Linked DNA regions of Mus musculus: regions 2 and 3 are each linked to region 1. A link is a contact called in public ChIA-PET and HiChIP or PLAC-seq data. All regions are on one chromosome and are shown on one strand. The core of a region is the stretch at or near the end of the contact, and the rest is flanking DNA. Distances in the headings are between cores, read along the strand shown. Region 1 has its middle 26 kb from the start of Gm31559. Region 2 overlaps Gm39447 (a long non-coding RNA gene). Region 3 has its middle 97 kb from the start of Gm39448.

Evidence for each region. ChIA-PET counts read pairs in DNA pulled down with a chosen protein or histone mark. HiChIP or PLAC-seq counts read pairs in DNA pulled down with a chosen protein or histone mark.
Region 2: an H3K27ac HiChIP or PLAC-seq map of regulatory T cell precursor shows a contact between it and region 1, with 6 times the contacts expected there. The contact joins two enhancer-like sites.
Region 3: an RNA polymerase II ChIA-PET map of memory CD8 T cells shows a contact between it and region 1, with 5 read pairs. The contact joins two enhancer-like sites.

Annotation. Positions count from the first base shown.
Region 1 is chr9:116,364,191-116,368,986 of GRCm38.p6, reverse strand. No RefSeq gene overlaps it. Among named protein-coding and RNA genes, the nearest start is that of Gm31559, 26 kb to the left of the region's middle. Within about 2 kb of position 2,611, at least 116 of the 459 cell types and tissues checked have an H3K27ac peak or open chromatin away from gene starts, as enhancers often do. A contact at or near this core is called in memory CD8 T cells and regulatory T cell precursor, where this site is marked.
Region 2 is chr9:115,479,278-115,484,073 of GRCm38.p6, reverse strand. All of the region lies in intron 2 of Gm39447 (a long non-coding RNA gene), which reads right to left. Among named protein-coding and RNA genes, the nearest start is that of Gm39447, 31 kb to the right of the region's middle. Within about 2 kb of position 2,698, at least 9 of the 459 cell types and tissues checked have an H3K27ac peak or open chromatin away from gene starts, as enhancers often do. A contact at or near this core is called in regulatory T cell precursor, where this site is marked.
Region 3 is chr9:115,559,295-115,564,090 of GRCm38.p6, reverse strand. No RefSeq gene overlaps it. Among named protein-coding and RNA genes, the nearest start is that of Gm39448, 97 kb to the left of the region's middle. Within about 2 kb of position 2,625, at least 37 of the 459 cell types and tissues checked have an H3K27ac peak or open chromatin away from gene starts, as enhancers often do. A contact at or near this core is called in memory CD8 T cells, where this site is marked.

The DNA of each region.
Region 1 (4,796 bases), core at 1,362-3,861:
CAGCATTCCCCACAATAGGAAGATGGCAGATGGTTAACACTCAATGGTAAGCCTCCCTGTGTCAGGCTGAGATGTTCTCTACACTTCTGCAAGGGAGAATTCATTCCCACACGTCCTGCAGACATCAAAGGTGGCATGCAATCTAGCTAGATCTTTCAAGACATTTCATGCTCCTCGTGTAATGTGATAAAAACAAACAAACAAACAAACAAACCTGAATTTGGTTTTGAAGTTAAACAGTGTTGTTGTTATCACTTTAAAAGAACTATTCAGAACATGGAGAGATGCTCAGTGGTTAAGTACACTGAGTCTGGTCCCCAGCACCCACACGGTAGCTCACAACTACAATGTCAGTTCCTGATGATCTGATTCCTTCTTCTGGCATCCTTGGGCACCAGGCATGTACATGGTGCACAAAAACATATTCAGGCAAATGCTCATACACATAAAAATAATAAGTAAATGTATTTTAAGATGAATTAATTTGGTGTGAGAGGTTTGTGCATGGGTGGGGTGGTGCCCTGTGTTCTTCAGTCAATTCTCCAAGTATTTTCTCCCCACCGTGCTGTTCATTTCTTTCTGTGATTCCTCTTATGTCTTCCTTATCCACTGAGGAGGAAACTGAAGATCAACCAAGGCAATTCAACAATTAGAGAACTCATGACTGAAAGCAAAAAGCCTACATTTGTATTCAAAACAAGCTGACTCCAAAATCCAAACTCCTAAGAAGCTACCAAGCCAGTTTCTCAAAAGTCTCTTTTAATACCTTTTACAATGAGTAGCGTGAACCTTAGCCTTTGAAAGTGTGTTTCAAAATCCTTAACAGAGGTGCTGTTTTCTCCCAGCACGGTGGTGGGGATGGTGATGTTAGCAAGGTAAGGAGGAGATCTCACTGATGGAAAGGTCCAGGAGTGCCTAGTAACAGGTCTGTAAAAGGAAACTGTAACTGGAAACAGGAAGAAGTTGAAAAGTAGATTCAAAGGGAAAATACTGAGATACAGGAGAATGCAGAAAACTGTTGATAGAAAGGTGTGAGATTCTGGAGGGCAGAGTGAGCTTTCAAAGGGATGGGAGGAGCCGGAGAGGAGGAAGTGGGAGAAAGGACAGGGAGAAGGGAATGGATGAGGAGGAGAGGAGAGAGGACAGGGAGAAGGAAGTAGTAGAGAAGAGAGGACAGGGAGGAGAGAAGGAAGGAGGAGAGAGAGGACAGGGAGGAGGGAATGGAGGAGGAGGAGAGGAGAGAGTGTGGGATGGTGGACCATGCCAGGAAGCTTGGTAGGTAGAGCAGGTCCAAGTCCCCAGAAACTCAGGGTACACACCTGAGAAGGTGGGCAGCTTCCTGCTCCCTGGCCTGGAACATGTGACACGCTTCCCTCATAAGGAAATAAGAAAGAGAAAGAAAGAAAGAAAGAAAGAAAGAAAGAAAGAAAGAAAGAAAGAAAGAAAGAAAGAAAGGAAGGAAGGAAGGAAGGAAGGAAGGAAGGAAGGAAGGAAGGAAGGAAGGAAGAAAGAAAGAAAGAAAGAAAGAAAGAAAGAAAGAAAGAAAGAAAGAAAGAAAGAAAGAAAGGAAGGAAGAAAGGAAGAAAGGAAGAAAGGAAGAAAGGAAGAAAGGAAGAAAGAGAAACAGAGACATAACCATGAGAAGTAACACACACCTCAGAATGCAGAAGGGCTTTCCCATTTTTCCATTAGAAGGCATCTTGCATTGTCCTGGTTGCCAGCATCTCACTGGGCCCCTTGCAAAAGGTTTCGTCTCTGTTTTGTATTTTGAAGAGGAAGGTAGACAAAGTAGTGTTCCTTAATCATATGTGGAGTTCATTTCACCAAATCAGACCATTAAAGAGGAAAGCCTGCGTAAAGGAGAATCCAGCCTATTACCTGGGAGTTAACTCCTCCATGCAATCTCAGATTTCATTCCAATTCCTAAAGCTCTTCCTCAGAAGCCTTCTCTAGTGGGAGTGCTGGGTTGCCTCTACCCAGCTCTCTTATTACAAGGAAAGAAACCTCACTGTAGCAGTAGGTCGAGCATGGCTTCTGAGTGAGCACTGGCACATGGCACAGGATGATGACATCGCTGGCCCTCGGTCTCCGAACCTCCCATACTGAGTAACAGTATTTACATCAAAAGGTAACAATGGCCGGGCGGTGGTGGTGCACGCCCTTAAACCCAGCACTTGGGAGGCAGAGGCAGGCAGATTTCTGAGTTGGAGGCCAGCCTGGTCTACAAAGTGAGTTCCAGGACAGCTAGGGCTATACAGAGAAACCCTGTCTCAAAAAGCTAAAAAGAAAAAAAAAAAAAAAAAGGTAACAATGAATTGAAGGAAGATACAGAGGAAATACCAACTGAGATTATTTTTCTTCTTTCACATTCTTTCTCCTTCAGTTTCAAACTAATTGGCTTGCTAACATGGTCTCTAAGGCCGCCTCAAACTTTATGGTTTTTGGAGGTGAGACCTTTTGCTGGAAATACTTTTTTATATTCAGTCTGTTTTCCTGGTTGCATTTCCTGTAAAAAAGTTGCAAGAATCGTCAGAGAATGGAGACAAAGAGGAAAGGGAGCAGAGGAAGTGGCAGCGTGGCTTCCTGTGTGTCTGCGTCACCAACTGCAGCTGCTGTGGTTTGCACGAAGGAAAGCTCCGGACAGCCCCTAGAACAGCGACTGCAGAAGCCACTCTGCAGACACTCAAAGCGGGCATAGTTCAAAAATGGGAACTGGGAAGGATGCGGAGCCAGTGAGGATGTCTGAGGGACATAGAATCAAAGAAAAGTCACCCAGAGGAAGGAAGGGAAAGAGAGGTTATGAACAAGGGACGGAAAGAAGAAAGAAGGGGGAGAGAGGGAGGAAGAAGGAGTAGTCATTTCAACTCAGCTGTAGTTTGGCACTTTATCAGGAATACAAGTACATTGTACCATGTCCCCAATAACACAGAGCATAAACACTTGACTCCATTTTACATGTAGTCAGCCAATGAGCTGATCAAGTCAGGACACACAAAGACAAGGGACTCTGATGGCTGCCCCTCTTACATGCTGATTCCCAGTGGGGTGAGCCAGATGTACAGCTCAAACTAGAGTCATCAAAAGTAGGGAGATAGCTCAAAGGGTAAACCACTTGCTGCCAAACCTGACCGTCTGAGCTGGGTTACAGGGCACACATGGTGTTGGGAGAATTTTTACACAGAATGAGAAAGTTTATTACACATACAAGGGATAGGGAGAAGCGGGGAGAGAGAGAAGAAGAAGGAGAAGGAGGAGAGGAAGACAACAGTGACGACAACAGCACTCAATGCAAAGGTCACAGATGTGGGGCTGGTACTTTGTATTCCAGCCTTAGTGTCACAGGCAATTAGGCTGCAAATAGATTCTGAAAAAATAATAATTGCATAAATCAAAGTTCTATTTACTTTCTTATATCAGTATTGATTCTACGTGTCCTTATCCAATTAATATTCCGCAGCTCTCACTGCCTACCCCCTGCAGCCTCGCGCTCTCTGAGCCAGGAGCCCATCTGTGCCTGCATGTCAGGAAGATGCTCTCTGAAATAAGGCAGCTCCCGAGAAAGCGCAGAGCACCAGGAGCCTGAACTCCTGTGCTCACCTCCGTTTGTTTCTAGATCCAGCTGCTCCTGAGACCTCCTGGTTCCCTCTAGGTTTTCTAACTCTAACTTTGCTCCCTAAGCGAAGGATCGAATAGCACTGATTAACTCTGCAGACTGATAAATGCCCTTGTGCTTGGCAGCACTGTGAATCATAGCTATTGACTAGCACTGAGATTTGCAGGCACTGGCAGACATGGGAAGGCTGATGGGAAGGGGAGGAGTGAGCTTTCTGTGGAGGATCCTGGGATTTCATGGGAAAGAAGATTTTCAAAGTGTAAAAGGTCAAGGTTTGAGGGAACCCGAACACCACCAAGCCTGTCAACTGGCGCACCACTTCTGGGACTCACGTGGTAAGAGAACAGCCTTCTGCAAGTTGTCTTCTGATCTTCATAAAGCTCTGCAGCACACACATGCGTGTATACACATGCACACATGCTCACACATACACATGTGCACGTGCACACACACACACAGCTCTGCAGCACATACACGCATGTACACACAAGCACACATGCTCACACACACACATACATACATACATACATACATACATACATACACAGATGCATGCACACACACAGCTCTGCAGCATGCACATAGGGAAATCTGTAATTCTTGGCACCATATTCTCTTAGATTGTTTTTTAAAATGTGTATGGGTATTTTGACTAGTTATATGTGTGTACACTGTACACACCTGGTGTCCTTAGCAGAGGGTGTGGGATCTCCTGAAGCTAAAGTTACGGGTGACTATGAGAGACCACGTGGATGCTAGGAAGCCAACCTTGGTGGGTTTTTTTTTTTTTTTTTGCAAGAGCAGCAGGTTCCCCTAACTGCTGAGTCATCTTTCTAGCCTCTCTCCCCCCCCCATCCCCTTTAATCAAGTTTTCTTTGCTTGTGCGCATGCGTGTGCGTGTGCGTGTGCGTGTGTGGTGCATATATGTGTGATGTGTTTGTATGTTTGTGTTTGCATGCATATATATGAAAGTGTTATATATATGAAGTCAGAGGTTGACACTGGGTGTTTTCCTTGATGAGACTCCACCTCATGTATTGAGGCACGAGCTCTTTCTGAACCTAGAGTTCTCGTAGTCTAGACAGCTGCTTTGTTCCAGGCGAACCCTTATCTCTGCCTCCTGTGTGCTGGAATTATGGGTAGGCTTCCATACTCACCAGACTTTACCTAGATCCTGGGGATT
Region 2 (4,796 bases), core at 1,449-3,948, 880 kb after region 1:
GGGAGAGAGAGAGAGAGAGAGAGAGAGAGAGAGAGAGAGAGAGAGAGAGAGAGAGAGAGAGAGAGAGAGAGATCCAAATCCTGGCTGAGGAGTCTGACTTAAGAGCTGCTAACCCACATGGGAAATACCCCTGTTATCAACAGCAAACACAGTCTTAAGCTCTGCAGAGCAACAAGAAGCAGGAAGAAACTCATATTTAGAATAATTTTATCATACGTTCAATTTTTCCTTGTGGTCTGCTCTAGAAACTTTCAGTGTGTTCTGTACAACAAATTTTTCATTTTTGAACCAATTTCCCAGCCTATCTCATCTCTCCCATGGGTGTGTGATCTAAGTTTAGGCTGGAGAGTTGGCTCAGTGGTTAGGCACACACTGCTCTCCCAGAGGACCAGACTTCAGCTCCCAGCACCCACACTGGGGCACTCACAACTGTCTGTAGGTCCAGCTTCCATGGGATCTGATGTCCTTTTCTGGTCTCTGATAGAGACCAAACCCTACCTTTGGTTAGGTGCCCCAAACTATCTCTCTCTCTCTCTCTCTCTCTCTCTCTCTCTCTCTCTCACATACACACACACACTTTAAAAAATAAAATAAACTTAAAAAGGAAAGGACATAAGACACATCCTGCTCTTAAATATTCAAAACACCCTTTCTCTTGCAACATCAAACACTGTGCCTTTATATAGTGCACTGGGACCACTGGGGACAATGTAAGTATAGAAGAAAAAAAAAGGCTTTGAAATCTATAAGGACATTACTCTAAATCCCTTCATCTAGACCAAAAGTCCCCTCCTCGCTAGATTTACTTTCTCATTTCAAGCCCTGCCATGCTGCCCAATATAGATCACAGGAAGTTATAAGATCAAATGACAATATAGTACAGCTTCATAATAAAAGGTCAGAAGCCAAGGCTCTATCCGCAGCCATGGCCTGGGTTCTCATCCTCGGAAATGAAAATAGATCCTCCCCGACATCAAAGTCGTCCAATGAACCCAAAGTCTTCCCAGACTACTGCTTTAAAGACCACCGTCCCCAGCAGGGTCGAGGAGATGGCTCAGTGGTTATATTGCCCACAAGCCTGAGGAGCTGACGTCTGAGTCCCAGAACCCATGCCGAGTGGGCATGCCATCCTCCTATAATTTCAGCCTCCGGAGGCACGAGGGCATCCCCAGGGCAAGATGGCGAGGGAGACTGGCCACATCAGAGAGCTCTGACTGCAATAGAGACCAGACCCTGCTTTGATGAATAAGATAAAGAAGGATGAGTCTGACATCAACCATGTAAACACACGTACACACACACACACATTTACACATGTACCCTCCCCACATACACATACATAAACACACATAAATAAAAACAGAAGAAAAAAAAGAAGCCCAAGCATTCAGAGCCAGGTGTGATGGCTTCCCAGAACTGAGAGCCATCATGGCTCCCAACTGTACTCTCGGGAAAGTTGAAGCAGGAGGATCAGGAATTCAAGATCACCGTCAGTTTACAAAACAGTTACCAGATGTACAAAGCAGTTGTTTTCCTATGTTAAGCTTATTTATTATGTGCATCATGGCTTTATTTATAATAAGATGGAAGCTTCACAAGGGTGAGAATTATGTTTCCTTTAGCACTGCGCATCCCACACCTCGAGCGGTGCCCAGCGTATGAGAGAAGTTCATTAAGGTCTTTGTGGAATGAATAATCAGTTAGGAGAAAAGTCCACAGTCAGACATCGGGCTCAAATCCAATGCCTCCATGTCTGGCTTTGAGACCTTAGTTAGACAGTTAGGTTTAGACTTTGTCAGCTTCAAATTCTTTTCTACACCATGATGGTGATTATCATGAGCACATGCTGTGCTGTGGGAATTAGGGTCACTCACCCACAGGAAGTGGTTGCTGCTCGGTGCACAGAGTATGACTCTGTCTCAACCATCACTGTCCACCTCTACACTGGACAGATCCTCCTAAATGTTCCACAAAGCACTCCAGATCCCCGTCCCTAACCACCTCCCCACTCCCCAGAGTTTCAAAGGAAGGAATCACCCACGAGCACATAAAAGATGGATGTCTCGTCTTCAAAGTGGTCTCAGCCAACCACCTTTCCTCTGCTCAATTGGCCAACTCTATCTTATGCATTCTGTTAGATGGAACTGCCTGGGAATGCCATCTCTTCCTAATGGCTTCTGTCATACTGAATAGATGTTAACTCCCTGGACTGCTCCCTTTGCTGGAGGGCAAGCAGCTTCAACCTTAGCTTGCCCTGATTCTCTGTATGCAAAATAGTATGCAGTCTACCCTTAGTCACTGAAAACTACCTGCTCAGAAAATAACGTTGAAAAGTAACGGCTCCAGCCTGGTGCGGTGGCGCACATCTGGTGACACACATCTGTAATCTTAGCACTTGGCAGATGGAGGCAGGAAGATCAGAAATTCAAGGCAAGCCTCTGCTACATAGCAAGTTAGAGGCCAACCTGGGCTATGTGAGACCTTGTCTCAAAACAAAACATCACAAAGATAAACTAAAATTTCTCTAGCACATGCTACAAGAAAGCCAGCCCAACCCCCAGCCTTATTCTCTTATCCCTATTGTCTCTATTGTTGATGCTGTAAAAGCCATAGGGTGCATTCCCCAGCCTCTCCACGGATGGGGGCAGGCACGTGCTGGCATAGTCATGTCTGAAGGCATCTTTGAGAGCTGCTTGTGTACAGCTCCTTTTATCTCTCCTTCTTCCTGCCTATGACACATAAGAGGCCAAGATGCAGCGGCTGTTAGGAGACCATGACAGGCGTACTGAGGATGGAGCCAGCATGCTAAGGATGGCATGGTGGTTTGTTTCCAGTAGGACCACGTGGGAACCATGAGACCATATTTGTTTAAGCCAGTATTAACTGGCCCTGCTGGTTTTGTAACCAAACAGATTCTGGTTCCAGCAGGAGCAACTGTTTCCTAACCCTTCCTACTTGACGCTCTTGGCTTTGTCACTGCCCTGGGCTTCCATCTGTCAATTAGACGGTACACACTTGCCACTGACGTGGAACAGAAAAGCCATGTACACTTCGAGAATCTACTCCTGTTGGCACTCTTAAGGATGCTTGCACCCAACAGGTACCTTGCAGTAGACCTTGGTTTTGGCTGGCTATGCCCACCGAGTCTGGGAGGACAGAGATGACTGCTGGTCCTCAACTGTCTTTCTCCTTTTCACTTAGTCTAGAACCACAGCCCCACGGGTGGTGCTGTCCACATTCAGTCTGTCTTCTCCCTTCAGTCACTCCTCTCTGGAAACACCCGAGCAGGCACACTCAACTCAAAGGGGCGCCATTCACGCCCTGGGTACTTCTTAATTCTACCAAGATGACCAAAGCCAACGGTTCCTCGGGTTCTAAATGCTGAAGCTCATGGCAATCTTGCCAGGAAGTAGTACGACTTGGCTGAAGACTTACTTGCCCAAAGAAATATTTAGACGTGTATGCAATCAAAGAGGAGAATATCAACAATAAAGGATGAAATAGATCTAAAACCTTGAAGAGCCCAGTACCTAGCCTCAAGGTGAGGTCACTCAGTGAGATCATCTGTGGCCAGCCAGAGCTGTGCTAACCTGGACAGCCTTGCTCTGCAGCCCTCTCAGTCCTGCCTCCCTCAGCAGCTCAAAGCACTTCCAGAAGACTAGACCTTCCCTTCAGTGGTCCCGTGTACCCCAATTGTAGCCTCTGCTTATGGAATTCTAACCTAAGATCATCACTAAGAGCACCTTTTGCTAGTACCAGGGAGATGGCCCCATTGGTAAAGTCCTTGCTGCAGAAGCCTAAGGATCTAAGTGTGATCCCCAGAGCCCACAGAGAGAGCTCTTTTGTGATCACAGAACTGAGGAAGAGGAGAAAGAGGAGGAGGAGGAGGAGGAGGAGGAGGAGGAGGAGGAGGAGGAGGAGGAGGAGGAGGAGGAGGAGGAGGGAGAAACAGAAACTGCCAGGGCTCTCTGGCCAGCCAGACCAGAACTGATAAGTCCTAGGTACTAGTGGGAGAACCTGTCTCAAAAAACAAGATAGATGTTTCCAGGCCTGACCTCTGGACTCCACATGTATACATACATACACATATCCCTGAACACACATGTATACATGCATGCACACACATGTGTGTGCTCTCTCTCTCTCTCTCTCTCTCTCTCTCTCTCTCTCTCTCTCTCTCACACACACACACACACACAGAGGAGAGAGAGAGAGAGAGAGAGAGAGAGAGAGAGAGAGAGAGAGAGAGAGAGAGAGAGAGAGAGAGAACACCTTTCCTAAAAGAGCAAATATGCCCATGCCAGCAACCCAGTCTGGCCTCTTAAGGTGGCTCTAATACTCACACACTCCCACTGGCGATGCCCTTGTGCCCCGGCATCCCATGGCTACGTGTCAATTAGAAGGCCCTGTGGTCTGGTGGCAGCAACGGAAAAACCTCGAGGGCAGGAATTGATTAATTTCTCACACCATCAGAGTTTAAGTCATCAGGGGCCTCAGAACACAGCTCAGGGACTTCGAGATTAGATTCCATTTGCTGAGCCAATGCAGGAAGAAAATACTTCCTAGCCTGCTGTGTGCGAAAAGGCATCCCTTCTGAGCCACCAAATTTCACTTGTATAAAACTGAACTGTCAAAGCTAATGAAATGTTATAGAAAACTCCAGACAGTGAGAGAATTCATTGAAATATTCTTCAGGTTTTAATGTTTTAAAAGAAGGCTATGCTCTGTTATAAATAAATGTCCCATCATGAGCAAGTCATTGTTCAGAAAAAAAAAATCAAGCTTGGTAAATGGTG
Region 3 (4,796 bases), core at 1,376-3,875, 800 kb after region 1:
AAGGAGCTGAGTTACTACTCTAAGCACAAGAAGCTGTTGCACTACTCACATTTAGCAATAATCCTATCTCTGAGCAACGCCTCGATTCTTGGCTTTCAAGCGAGGCATTGAGGACCCTCCACTAAGTGAAGAGAGATGCCGGCTCTGGCTCATCCACCTATCCCAGGAGCTCAAAACACTTTCAGAATGCCTTAAGAACATTTTATAAATGAAATGCCTCCCCCAGATGTCTTGATTACCAAGACTTTCTTATCTTTTTTCAGTAATGCATTATCAACTAGGATACCGAGACTAAATTTGTCTTCGATTGCAGCCACCGGTAGCTTAATTACCTTGCAGTCTCCAATGCCTAAGAGTATGGCAAGTACCCCTGCAGGTACATAATGCAATGGTGTATGTCAGGATCTATGACCCTGAGGCATGTGAGTCTGTCGTTATATATGTATCGTTATTTATTTATGAATGTGTGTCTTTAATCCATTCCAAAAGTGGTTTCAGGAGACTTATAAGAATAGAGAGAATGGGATGGAATATAATGACGGAAAGTGAACACAGTCTGAAAGGAGGAGGGAATGAAAAGCGACTGGGGGGTGAGGTGGGGGTGGGGGTGTTACCTGTATCACTGGGGATTAGGTGCTGACAATACACATTCTCACAGTTTTCCACGCTGAGCTTCTTGGGCACCAGCATTGTTGAGATTTGAGGAGGCTAATTAATTAGATTCGTCCTCTGAAGATTCAGAGCCAATGAAGGGACAGCAAAAAAGATCATCCCAACACTGGTCCTCTCTGGGTTTCAGAAGAGTCAGCTAGGAACACTGGGCATGGATCTGAGACCAGAATAATCTCCTACAGGAAGTGTACGGATTTATTTCTGAGAGGAGGGGGGACAGCTGCTGCTGGGCCTCCCGCAAGGATCAGGCCTGCCAGGCGGTCCAGTCGGCACCTGAAGAAGACAGGGGGAGCATAAGAGTGCCCTTCTCAAAGTCACGGAGCCCCAAAAGCCACATCAGCCTCCATGCCCACTGTAAAAGGTCACCAATTAGTAAGTTACACTCCACCCTGCCCTGGAATTTGCTTATGAAATGTAGCTAGGCCTGCAGAGAGAGCCCAGCTGGCAAACATCTACCAAACAGGGAGATCTGACTTCAATTACCAGAACTCAAATAAAAACTGCCAGGCAAGATTGGGATATAATTGCAATCCCATTTCCAGCACTGAGGCAGATTCCTGGAGCTCCAGGGCCAGGCAGCCTAACCTACTTAGCAAGCTCCACCCAGTGAGAGGCTGTGCAAAAAAAATAAATAAAATAAAATAAACAAACACAGTAATAATAAGGGGAGTCATACCCCAGGTAGTCTCTGAGTCAGCAGATCTTTCCGTACTGTTCAAATGCACAGCTCCTTGCTGGAGCGGTTCAAACGAGCACCTGCCTGCACAGCCCAGTCATATCCACATCCACATCACCCACAGGTGTTCCTATAAGACAGATTCTAACCCCCAGGCCTAGGGTAGGGAGTGAGATTCTGGACTTCAGCAAACTTGCAGATGCATAAGAAAAGTCGGAAGTCCTGGAGCCAGCCAGAGCGGGAGCTTGTGTCTCCGGAAGAGATTCCACACAGTTCTGAGAACCTGTCAGACCATCTTGCAGAAGAGGCTGGACTCCAAGCAGTGATGGGCAGGATCACACCTTGACCAAAGCTGCTGAGTTATGTAGACCTTGAACCTTCTATTCAAACCTGAGCCTCATGCCAGAACCCTGAAGATGGACTTGGAGAGGGTTGCTGTGCCTCTTCCTAATGTGACTAGACTGGACGAGTTTCCTTTGTCGCTTTTCATTGTCGCTTTTCATTATTGCTGTATAAATGTCTACTGAGGTTGGGTGGCTGAGCCTGGCTTGTTAGGGCCCAAGCTCTGATCCTAAAAGCTGTAGGGATAACTTCAGCCATCCTTCCTAGGTGTCAGCAAACATCCCCGCATAACTTTTGATATCTCCACCTTCACTCAAGACTGAAATGACAGAAGCGTTTGTCCCACTGCTCATGATACTTAATGAATTAATAAAGAAATAGGACATTACAATCGCACAAATGAACAAGGAAGAGTCGTCTGAAACATTTTTATAGCTGTTTCTCATTATCGGTGTGTCTCGTTGAAATTGGTTTGAGAGTTGTATCTCATTAGAATTGTCTAATCGTATGAATTTTACTCTTGATGCACTTAAAAGTTCTATCCTGTGGAAGAGGTCCCAGGCATCCTCAGAGTTTTAAGACAAAATGAATGTCACATGGGGGAGGTTAAGGGTCCAGATAAGGAGATGATGGGGAAATGGCTAAGTCAGCAAACATGTAGCATACACTTGCACAGGCAAGTCTATTCAGGAATCTTTAAATGACGATATAGAACCATTTAAATATAGATTAACATACTTATGTGAATAAACTGAAATATAATGTAAACAAATACATTAATAAGCGATATATAGTTCTTTATGCATATTAAGAGCTAGATTCAAGAACTCAGCTGTCTAAACGGCTCAACACCCCATGGGAGACAGACAGAGACACTACAACAACCCTGTTCTCGGGGAAGCCACGGCTTCCTGGGGACGAGATGACAAGCTCAGAAACCACAAGAAACTAAGTCTGAGAACACAAGGGTACAGAGAGAATGGGGTGCAAGCAACCACAGGCCTGGGGAGGGGGGCAACCACAGGCCCAGGGGCGGTGGGAGCAAAGCTGCTCACAGACACCTCCCTGCCAACCTGCATCTGCATCCTACCTCACCTGGCTGTGGTTCCTCATCTCTGGTCACCCGGAAATCCCATGCTCAGGCTCCATATTTCTGTTTTGTTAAAAGTCACTCCCATAGAGTCTCCACCCACCTGAGTGCTAGCGTTCCACACAACTTCCGTCAGATTAATGCCTGATGACAGCACTTGCCAGAAGAAAAGCCAATCCGTACTCAAGGAAAACTCAGGGGATTACATTTTAGCACCAGGGTACAGTCCAGTCTTCCTGGAAAGGGAGACTGCCAGACAGCAGAGCAGGCACACAGTGGAAGGGGTAGCCTGACCCAGACATAAAGCCATGGCATCCTCTTGGCTTGAGTGTCTAATAACAGCTCTTCAGTTATTCTTAAATTGTGTGTGTGTGTGTGTGTGTGTGTGTGTGTGTGTGTGTGTGTGTGTGTGTGTATTGGTTGGTTGTGTGTGTAGATGTGTAGGTGTCTATGCAGAGACAAGAGGACAACCTTGGTGTCATTTCTCAGGCACCATCTATTTTGGGATTTTCTTTTGAGGCAGAGTCTCTCACAGGCTTGGAACTTGCCAAGTAAGCTAGGCTGTCTGGCCAATGCCCTGGGGAATCCACAGGCTGTCTCTGCCTCCCCAACACTGAGATCATCCCCATACAGCAGCACACCAGGTCTCTGGTCTGGTCTGGTCTGGTCTGGTCTCCTGTTCTGTTCTGTTCTGTTCTGTTCTGTTCTCTGTTTTGTGTTCTGTTCTGTTCTGCTCAGTGTTCTGTGTTCTGTGTTCCGTTCTGTTCTGTTTTGTGTTCTGTTCTCTGTTCTCTGTTCTGTTCTGTTCTGTTCTGTTCTGTGTTCTGTTCTGTGTTCTGTTCTGTGTTCTGTGTTCTGTGTTCTGTGTTCTGTGTTCTGTGTTCTGTGTTCTGTGTTCTGTATTCTGTTCTGTTCTGTTCTGTATTCTGTTCTGTTCTGTTCTGTATTCTGTTCTGTTCTGTTCTGTTCTGTATTCTGTTCTGTTCTGTTCTGTGTTCTGTTCTGTTCTGTTCTGTGTTCTGTTCTGTTCTGTTCTCTGTTCTGTGTTCTGTTCTGTTCTGTTCTGTTCTGTGTTCTGTTCTGTTCTGTTCTGTGTTCTGTTCTGTGTTCTGTTCTGTGTTCTGTTCTGTGTTCTGTTCTGTTCTCTGTTCTCTGTTCTCTGTTCTCTGTTCTCTGTTCTCTGTTCTGTTCTGTTCTGTGTTCTGTTCTGTTCTGTGTTCTGTTCTGTGTTCTGTTCTGTGTTCTGTGTTCTGTGTTCTGTTCTGTTCTGTTCTGTTCTCTGTTCTCTGTTCTCTGTTCTCTGTTCTCTGTTCTCTGTTCTCTGTTCTCTGTTCTCTGTTCTCTGTTCTGTTCTGTGTTCTGTTCTGTTCTGTTCTGTTCTGTTCTGTTCTAGAGTTAGTTCTGGAGGAGACTCAAGCGCAGGTCCCACTTTGCTAACTGAGGTACCTTCCCAACCCTTCCTTGGATGTTCTTGCCAGGTCGGATTGTGTACTATGGGCAAATATACCCCTCAGTTACTGGGCTCTGTTATGAGCCAGGTACTGCCCAGTATGCTTTGCACTTCCCCTTGGCATCAGTCAGCTAGGGCTGGCATGCAAACTGCAGACAGAGCAACTGACCACAAACTTACTTCCTCACAGTTCTGGAAGCTCAAAGTCCAAGATGAAGGTGGCACGGGAGAGGTTGTGTCTCTCCAGAGGTCCCTTCTAGCTTTTGGGTTGCTGTCTCGGTCACTTGGTCTTCACATGGCCTTCATACTGTACACACCGGTGCACTATCCTTTCTCCTAAGAACACCAAGGGACACTAGCTAGGACCCACCTCCAGGTACCTCATTTTAACTGAGTTGCCTACTTATAGGCCTTACCCCTAGATATGGGGCCTAAGGGGTTTGGTATGAATGTACAACTGTGACAAGGGAAATGAATCAGCCCATGACAGTGTTCTAGTTAGGCTTTCTAGTGCTGTGATGAAACACAGTGGCCAAAAAGCACACCGGGGAGGAAAGGGTTTATTC